Linked DNA regions of Triticum aestivum: region 2 is linked to region 1. The links are chromatin contacts, called in public Hi-C maps. All regions are on one chromosome and are shown on one strand. The core of a region is the stretch at or near the end of the contact, and the rest is flanking DNA. Distances in the headings are between cores, read along the strand shown. Region 1 holds the start of LOC123137918 (soluble inorganic pyrophosphatase). Region 2 holds the start of LOC123137920.

Evidence for each region. Hi-C and Micro-C count contacts between places; a contact is called where the count stands out from the background.
Region 2: a Hi-C map of leaf shows a contact between it and region 1, with 3 times the contacts expected there. The contact joins the promoter of LOC123137920 here to the promoter of LOC123137918 in region 1. A contact is called at or near these places in 2 of 5 Hi-C or Micro-C datasets (both in leaf).

The regions. Positions count from the first base shown.
Region 1 is chr6B:545,690,804-545,695,318 of IWGSC CS RefSeq v2.1, reverse strand. It overlaps LOC123137918 (soluble inorganic pyrophosphatase), which reads left to right and starts at 2,208. Exons shown (of 9, transcript XM_044557810.1): 1 at 2,208-2,398.
Region 2 is chr6B:546,169,040-546,173,554 of IWGSC CS RefSeq v2.1, reverse strand. LOC123137920 reads right to left here and starts at 2,445. Exons shown (of 4, transcript XM_044557813.1): 1 at 1,840-2,445; 2 at 1,619-1,757; 3 at 1,388-1,521; 4 at 173-1,244. The coding sequence starts at 2,039. The coding sequence ends at 398. It overlaps LOC123137919, which reads left to right. Exons shown (of 12, transcript XR_006468578.1): 6 at 2,752-2,888; 7 at 3,003-3,098; 8 at 3,348-3,417; 9 at 3,678-3,752; 10 at 3,836-3,881; 11 at 3,961-4,515.

The sequences.
Region 1 (4,515 bases), core at 959-3,458:
GCTCGTTGTCAAAAGGAAAAAGTTGGTCTCGCCCATCCAAAAGTGTCTTTCTGCTCCCGAGCTCAAATGAACTCGATGAACAGTAAAATAAAAAACTAATATTTTTTGGGGAGAAACATTGATAAAAGTTCTAACTGCTTGCAAAAAATCGTCATGGAATCACATTCCTGTAAGGCATGATAAAAACAAATTCAGTGCTCCAAAATGCTTTTGGAAGTAGCATTTTCATAGTATCGATTTTTTTTTGCCACGCCTTCTAGGAATGTGATTTCATGACAAATTTTTGCAAGTATTTAAAAACTTCTGTCAATGTTTCTTCCAAAAAAATTGGAATTTTTTAAACTTTTTTTATTTTGTTTTGATTTTACTGTTCACCCGAGCTCATTTGAGCTCGGGTGCAGAAACTCTGCGTCCTTGCCCATCGACCTATCTGCCTCGTGCTCCCTTACATCATCTTTCTTTCATATTATTTGTCCACTGACCTCTCAAAAAACTTATTTTAATATATCTACCCAATGACCCTTCAGAAAGCTTAATTTGTCCACTGACCTCTCAAAAAACTTATTTTTATATATGATCCTCTATATATACGCTAAATCGTTTGACTACACTCATACACGTAGCGTAGCCAAATCGTTTGACTATAATAAGTGTACGACTTGCTCCAAATGACTTGACTACGCTCACGTGCTCAGACAGTAAATTACTCGTAGTCGCACCAAACCCTTCGACTACACTCATAAAGTTGATATAGCCAAACGCTCTAGTAACACCATGGGTATGATTGTAATAAAGCGGTTTGTCGTATTATAATGAGGCATATTCATAAATAAGTTTTTTGAGAGGTAGTCGGATGGATTTTTTTTTCAGAAGGGTCATTTAGTATAAATAAACATTTTTTTAACTCGAAGTTGGCCACATACACAAGTATACACCGCATACAACCACCCTGTGAACACGCGCACACCTATCCATATGACCACTTCGAGAGATGAAGTCATCATAGGCGCCTTGAAGTTGACGGAAATATCTTCTCCCACTGAACGAATATCGCTGAAAAATCTGAAATAAATCAAAAAAAATTGTGAACATCAATGTTAAATTTAGGATTTGAAACCATTGTCCTCTAAGAGCATCTCCAGCCGTTGGCAGCCACAAGAACACCACCGAACCAAAAAAGTTGGTGTCTTGGGGGTCATCCGGCGAAATTTGGCGAAATAAAGAGGGTATCTTTTCAGTCACACCTCACCCCAAGCAAAAATTTGTGAGAAGAATGATTAAGTGGGCCAAAAAAAGGACATGTGGTGAGACACGATTCGCCGAAACTTCCGCCGGCGCCCCAAGAGCCCCCCAGCGCACCGGATTTCGTCTGGGTTTGCCGGCGCTATTTTGACGTCTTGGAGGGTGTTGGGGGCGTGGCTGAGCCGTTTTTTGGCGAAAAGCGCCGTTCGAGCCTAAAACCGAGCCTAAAAAGGCGTCGGAGGCGACTGGAGATGCTCTAACGTTTGTAACATCTTTCTTTCTACAGGATTCTCTTTTGTTTGTGTATTTGTCAGCGGCCGCAAAGCTGTGCATCGCACAGAGTCTGCTCCTTTGACGGTCATACCATACCTTTTTTTCTTTCTTTTTTCGCCGAAGGCGGCACCATACCCGGAGTAGCCACGTAGCACATCACCCGAACTAGGAAGCACCGCGTCCATCCTTTCACCCTGATGGACATGTGCAACAGGGATGCCGCAATGTTCTCTCTAGTCTACCAAATGAAAGCCACTTTCATTAGCCATCAAAACAAACTCCTCCAAAAAGATACCGTAGCTAAACATCGAGCCAGTTTACGAAAATGTCGAACTAAAGGTAATGTAGAACTTACTTTAGCTAATTCTCTATACTTTGCAGATTTTATTGGCAACCAAACAGCTGAAATCGAAACTGGTCTCGGGACAAATGGAGGAAGAAAAACCCGGTCCATGCGCGACAGAAGCCGCGGCACCCGTACGGAGGCGACGCTTCCAGCAGGTCGACTGTGGACGAGGTCCACAAACCCCGGGGTCCCGATTCCCAGTATATGCTCTCGTCTCGTGGGTGGTGCGAGGGAATCCGGTGCGGCTCGGCCCCCCAACCGCGGCTTCCATCCCACTCTTGCTTCCACTAAAGCGTTATCCCCCGCGTGGCCGCCTCCCAGCCGTCCACCCGGCGATCCGACGGCCACGGAAGCCCGAGCGACCGGCCCCGGACGCCCGCCAGGCCCACGGCGCTTTCCCCCCGTATATCTTTCGCGTCGCCAGAAAGGAAGGCCACGCCTCAAAGTTAATATCGCGGCATCGGGTCCTGCGCTGCGCGCTTGCTGCTGCTCCCTCGCCCTCGCCTCCGCTGCCGTCGCGCCAGATCAACCCCGCCGGTGAGGGATCCCTCTCCCTCCCCCTCCCCTCTCCTCCCTTCCCTGCCGTCGGTTCCGTTTCGGGTGGCCGGACCGGTTGCTTCGCCGCCCGTTCGACGGGGCGGCGGCGCTGGTTTGTTGAGGCGTGGCGCTGTGCCACTGTACTGTACGAGTGAGCGCATTTCCTGGTTCCTGTCGCTTGCAGTCCGTTCTTCTGCTGCTTATTTTTTCTCCGGTTACGGCCTCCCTGGTTCGGTGGTTTAGGTGGGATCCTTCTGCTCTGATTCGTCTGAGGGATGGTGGTGCGTTTCGCGATCGGTCGATTGTGGTATGGCTCGTGGCCTCTTTCTCGTCTGCTGCTTCCCTTTTTGCTCCGCAGGGTAAAATTCCCCCCTCTGTTCACCTGCTCCTCCATCTCTCCCTGTGTACGTTCCTGTGCATTTCGGTGGTCTTGAACGGCCTTTCCACCGCGATTCAAGTGCTCAAATCTCCCCTGAGTTTCGAATAGGACGAAGACGACGACGAGAACTCGGCGGCGCTTTTTTTTCGATTTTTGTCCGTTCTCTGGATTTAGTCCGATCTGTTTCGCGGCTGCAGAGGCGCGGATATTTTCCTCCTTCCGTGGTGTTCCTTCTCGTCCTTTTTGAGCAACTTCTCTTTCCTCTAGTTTGCCAAACTTGTAGCAGCATGCGTCGCTGCTCTCCAAATCTGTTCGTTGCGGTTGCGGCGGCTGTTTCCCCTCTTAGATAATGTTCTTTTTTACCCGCATTTGTGCTTTGTCTCGCCTATGCTCCTGGATGATTCTGTTACTATTTCTAGAGAGCACGAGTTGGACCATGCGGCAGTTGTTCTTCAAGGGGAGGCTCTTAATCTTGTCTGATGTTCAGTTAGGAGTACTATTTAGGACGTGATGTCATCTTCCGATTTACTTTATTTTGCTTCTGAAGATCATGCTAGCTTTGACTAGTACACTGCAGTCCTGTCCAGTCCTCGCATAAATTATTAGCCTAGGTCCTGTCTATCTGTTAAATTAGTGTTACTTGTTAATATTGTTTACTGATAGTATATTGCTGCTATTCTTTGGAAGTTACTTGTTAGAAGGGCTGTGCACTTTACATTTAGCCTTTTGCGTGTGGACGTGTGGCGTTGTCGACTGGGGACTTTTTCTGGCTTTTCAAATGCCAATGAAGTTGCTTAGATCTGTCTTTCTTTGCGGCCATTTTCAGTCTGCTAGTATATTATGTGGTCAATTATCAGGCAATGTAGAGCCCAGTTCAGGGAACATGGAAACTGTGTATCCTTGGATGCAACTGCGCTGTGTTTAGGGGTAGTTGCCAACACAAAGGGTTATTGGGATGGACAAAGTTGAATTACTTGTGATATATGTGTCAGTATTGATGTGGAAAGAGCTACGTGGTCAGGATTAGGCAACTCATGCAAAAACATGAGAATACAGGGTCAGGTTTTCCGTTTTCCATTTTTGCATAGTCCATACATAGCTTTCACCACCCAACATTCAGTAGAGCATTATTTAGGTTAATATGTTGAGTTATTTAGGACGTGATGCCATCTTCAGATTTTATTTTATTTTGTTTCGATTCCTAAGATCATGCTAACTTTGACTAACGTACTACAGTCCTGTGCTGGCATAGATTATTAGCCTATTCTAACTGCAGCTCGTGCCTATCTGTTAAATTAATGTTAGTTGTTACTAGTATTGTTTACTGATGTCTTGCTAGTGTTCTTTTCTAAGTTATTTATGAGAAGGGGTGTGCACCTTACATTTGCCTTTTGCGTGTGGCCTTGGAGTTACCCCGCCTAACTGTGGTCCTCTGGCCTTTCAGTTTGTTCAATGCCAACTAAGTTGCTTAGATCTGTCTTTCTTTGTGACAATTATCTGTTTGCATGTGAATGATTTTCACTGACAGGAGAACACTGATGCGAGTATTCAATTGGTTCTCCGGGTTATGGATGTTGTAGTAGTCATTTGGATTGGATAAGTGCATAATTTGTCTGCTATTATGTGGTATGGTCAGTTATCTGGCAATAGAGACCAGAGTATTAGTATACATATTCAGGAAACAAGGAAATTGTGTATTCTTGAATACAACTGCGTTGTGTTTAGGGGAAGTTGCCAA
Region 2 (4,515 bases), core at 1,196-3,695, 480 kb before region 1:
ACCATCCTTGCTGTTGGTGCTTCAAACGTTCCATGAAAACCCACGGAAAGCATAATGCGGTGTCAAAAAATTACAGCCCAGTCTCAGAACCTCAACGCAGTTAAAGAAAATAATGGTTGCATTACAATCCAACCAAGATAATGAGCAGTTAAACAATGACATTATTTCGATAGAAATTAGTAGAACCCCAATAAATTATTTCTGATAAAACAACAAGAATACTTGTTCTTTTTTTTGTGTGTGAACAATTCTGTCTCAAGAAAAGAGTACTGCGAGTCTCAACACCCAGTCTTGTACAAATCTGCCTACTGTATACGTCTGTCTCATCTCTGGGCTGTTATTCTATGATAACATTTTACTACAACAAGATTTGGTACTGGATCAGTCCAGCAAAGCATTACAACTCAATGACAATAGGGGAATTTGTCAGATCAATAATCTTGGGGCAAATGCTGGCCACTTTGCTGCAATCTCTAGCAAACCGGGCGACTGGTGTAACCAAGTCTACCACATCAATTTCATGGAAGAAAAGATTACCATCGTCTGAACCTGCCTTCAACACTGGAGATGCTTCTCCTGTCACACAGTTTACTGATCTTCCAGCAACATCATCGCTGCACGAGCTCGAGGAACATCGAGGTGGTGTTCTAGACACGTGCAATTCCGATGTCTCGTGAATTCCTCCCCATTCCATGTAACCGAAGTCATCAGTGGGATATTCAACATCAGAGTCAGCAATTCTGGTTTCTTCTTCCACTGGTTGGGCCGCAGAGGATTCTGAAATTCTTGATCCACAGACCCCACTCCGTTCCATCGGGGCAAAAAACTCATCAGTGTCTGATTCACCGAAGTCATCAACGGTATATTCAACATCACAGTCAGCAATTCTGGTTTCTTCTTCCACTGGCTGGGCTGCAGAGGATTCTGAAATTCTTGATGCAATGACCTCACTCCGATCCATTGGAGCAAAAAACTCATCAGTGTCTGATTCACCGCCTACAATTCTGGTTTCCAAATCCAGTGTCTGCAAACCATGATCAGAAGCGTCGCTGCCAACAACCGCATCTGGTTCTTCTTCATCCTCTCTAGGCTCCATAATATCCTCCTCGGACGAAAGGCCCTCGACGTAGCACGGGAGATCCTCCATCGGGCTAACGACAGTCTTCATGTGGCAGGGGAGGGCCGGGCAGCCCGCGGTGAACTTGGTATTCTTGGTGGAGAAGAAGTTCACCGTCAGATTCAAGCTGGCAACACACACACAGACACAGGCATCAGAACAGCCGTTCACATCAGTAATACTGTTACTAGTCAACTCTGGCCGGCCCCAAGGAAAGAAGAATCCATGGATGGAGCAGCTAGAGATAGGAGAAAGAGAGAGGGGCCTTACTTCTCCCATGAAGGGAGGTTGAGCATGGTGTAGGCGAGTTTGACCTTGTTGCCGATGCCGCCGAGCGACTTGAATTCGGCGGCGGCCTTGCGGACGGCCAGCGACTCGGTTGGGTGCTGCCACGCCCACTCGAACTGCAGGCCGAGAAACACACGTTTAGTAAGAAGAAGCAGAGGAATCGTAACCCATCACGGGACGAAGTGAATCTTGGAAGAAGGGGTTGTTAATTACCTGGAGGGCGGCGACGTTGGTGGGGAAGCCGTAGATGCAGAGCATCATCTCCCAGGGGCGGCCGCGCTTGGTCCGCCAGGCGCCGCATCGGAGCTCGCCGTTGTGCTGCCGGATCCGCCGCCGCGGGTTCACCGTGAACCTGCCACACAACCGTCAATCAGGTGCAAGAAGCAAAGATGAGATTTTGGATTGATGCGAGACGAGGTGGGGAGTGGGGGTACCCGATGTACGTGCGGCTCTTGCTGCGCGGGCAGAGCGAACGGAGGAGGTAGCAGCAGAAGAAGCGGCCCCCGCCGCCGGCGGCTTTCTCAGGTCCATCTTTGGTTTCCTCGTGCCCGTCGCCCGCCACGGCTGCCGCCTTCGCCGCAGGACGCGGCCTCCTCTTGCCCTTGGCCGCCGTTCCCCTTCTTGCCCTACCCATCTCTCTCTCTCTCTCTCTCTCTCTCTCTCTCTCTCTCTCTCTCTCTCTCTCTCAGCAGCCTGATGCGGATTTGGGCGAATTGGATGGGGGATTGCTCCGAGATGAAGGCCGCCTCTCCGATCCCGTGTGATGGATTTACAAGCCAACGGCTATTTTTCAATTGATGGATTTACATTTTTTTTAAGAGAGAAACCTCACTTGACCCCGTCGTCAGACAGACGCGTAGCGGTTGGCTCTTTGGCTGGCTGCCGGATCCTCTTTGTGGGCTGGACCTTTTCCTGGGCTTCGTCCCGGGCCTCCGTCATAGGCCTCGAGCCTCGATTCCTCAGTTGAGACGACGCCGTCTCCGAGAAGATGGGCAGCCGGCCGCCAGAAACCCTAGCGCGGAGGGCTCGCGAGGAAGGAAGGAGAGGGTTCGAGCGAGCGAAAGGCGACCACGAAGGTGCGGGTGTGCTGTGCCAGTGTGCCCTGCCTGTGTGGGGTTTGGTGGAAGCAACACGTGAAAACAAATCGACTTCTGTCAATGGGGACCTACCTGGTAGCCACACAGCGGGCGGAGAGGCTCTGAGAGTGTCCTGTATCCACCGGGATTGAGGTTCCGTTTTATCTTGATGAAATGAAACACGGATGACTCACAAATATGCTTGCAGTATTTGCCTTTCATTTTCGGATGCATTGCATTAGCTGACTTGCAAATAAATAAATAAAACAGGTTGTGGAGGTTCTCAATCACATATCAAAAAGAGAGAGTTTCGATCTCCCCGCAAGTTTGGCTTACACCATTGCGACTCGATCCGCGCACAACATGAGGGAGGCGATATTGGCTCTGGAGGCATGCAAAGCTAACAAGTATGCTTTGTAGTATTTGTCCCTTCTCAAGTCTTTTTATTTCCTTCAGTTTTGCATTATGATGATGATCCTAGCATGTGCTCTTCACTTCCATTTGTCCCTTTGATCTACCAGTTACCCCTTTGTTGATGGACAAGCTATACCGCTAGGATGGCATGGTGTTCTTGAGGAACTCGCAGCAGAAATTTTAGAAGATCCTTCTCCCAAAAGGTTTGCTGGAGTAAAACAAAATTTAGCTATGAATGTTTTCATTGTCCTTCCTTACATCTCATTGGTTGTGAACATTTTATCATTATTATGCTTTAAGTACCACCAATATTTCACTTTATGAATTGCCGCAGCTTTGATCAGTCACCAACTCACCATTGTTTTATTTATTTTACTAACACTGGAAAATGTTATTGAGCTGTGCGATTATATTCGCAGCCTTATTTGCTAACGCGTCAAAGTATTACACAGGTTGTTTTTGGTACGAGGCAAGCTCCAAAAACTTTTGGTTGAATCCGTGCCTCCTAAACTTGTTCTCCAGGTACGAGTTATTCAGATTTAACCTCAAGGATGCTACTCCCTACGTTCCTAAATATAAGTCTTTTTAGAGATTTCAATATGAACTACATACATATGTATATAGGCATGTTTTAGAATGTAGATTCACTCATTTTGTTTCGTATGTGGTCCATATTGAAATCTCTAAAAAGACTTAAATTTAGGAGCAGAGGGAGTACTATATAGCTCTCCAGACATAACCGTGTGATTAAACATCATTCTTGATTATCATTTTGCCTGCAGAAACTTGTAGAGCTTTTCCTAAAGGGAATCCATGCTAACATAAAGAGAGATGTTTATTACTGGCACGCCTACTACGTGAGTTTCCTCGGCATTTTCGTGTTTTAAATGCACTTCCCCTGTGAGCGATGATAACCATGCACGACGATACTGAATTTCAGGATAAGAGGTTGCCAGCTGGAGCCAGTGCACTGCTGAAACTGGAAGGTAATTTGGCACTCATGATATCATGTAAACTAAAACAGCCTGAAACCATGAAAGTTAATTGTTGGCTTTGCTTGTGCAGAATTTATCGCCAAGTTCATGAGCATCCACCGGAAGAGCTTGGCAGCCGATTCATGAAGACTCCACTAGACCATCCGAGAAAATTTGGCATGCCTGCACGCAGTTCAGCTGAACCCTGCAGCCAGTATGTATTTGGTTCACCAGTCATGGAGCCTGCCGGCGTTCATAGTAGAAGTATTTTGGAGTGGGGAAACGAGATGAAACGAAACGGGGACTGAAACCAGTCCGTTGTGCAGTAAGCCTATGCTATGTACAGTACTCCCTCTGTCCGAAAATACTTGTCATCAAAATGGATAAAAAAAGATGTATCTAAAACTAAAATACGTCTAGATACATCCCTTTTATCCATTTTGATGACAAGTATTTCTGGACGGAGGGAGTACATGTGTTTTTTGTGCATTTGGTCCGTGTCTGTACTCGACGAGTCTATTATGCATTTTCACATCGGCGGATTTGGAATGTGAAGGAATAGAACTTCACAGGTGTTTGAAGTTTGAGTATATGTGGAGTCGTTTGCTAGAGCATCTTAAGGGCAATGGTCAAATTTGACGTCCCA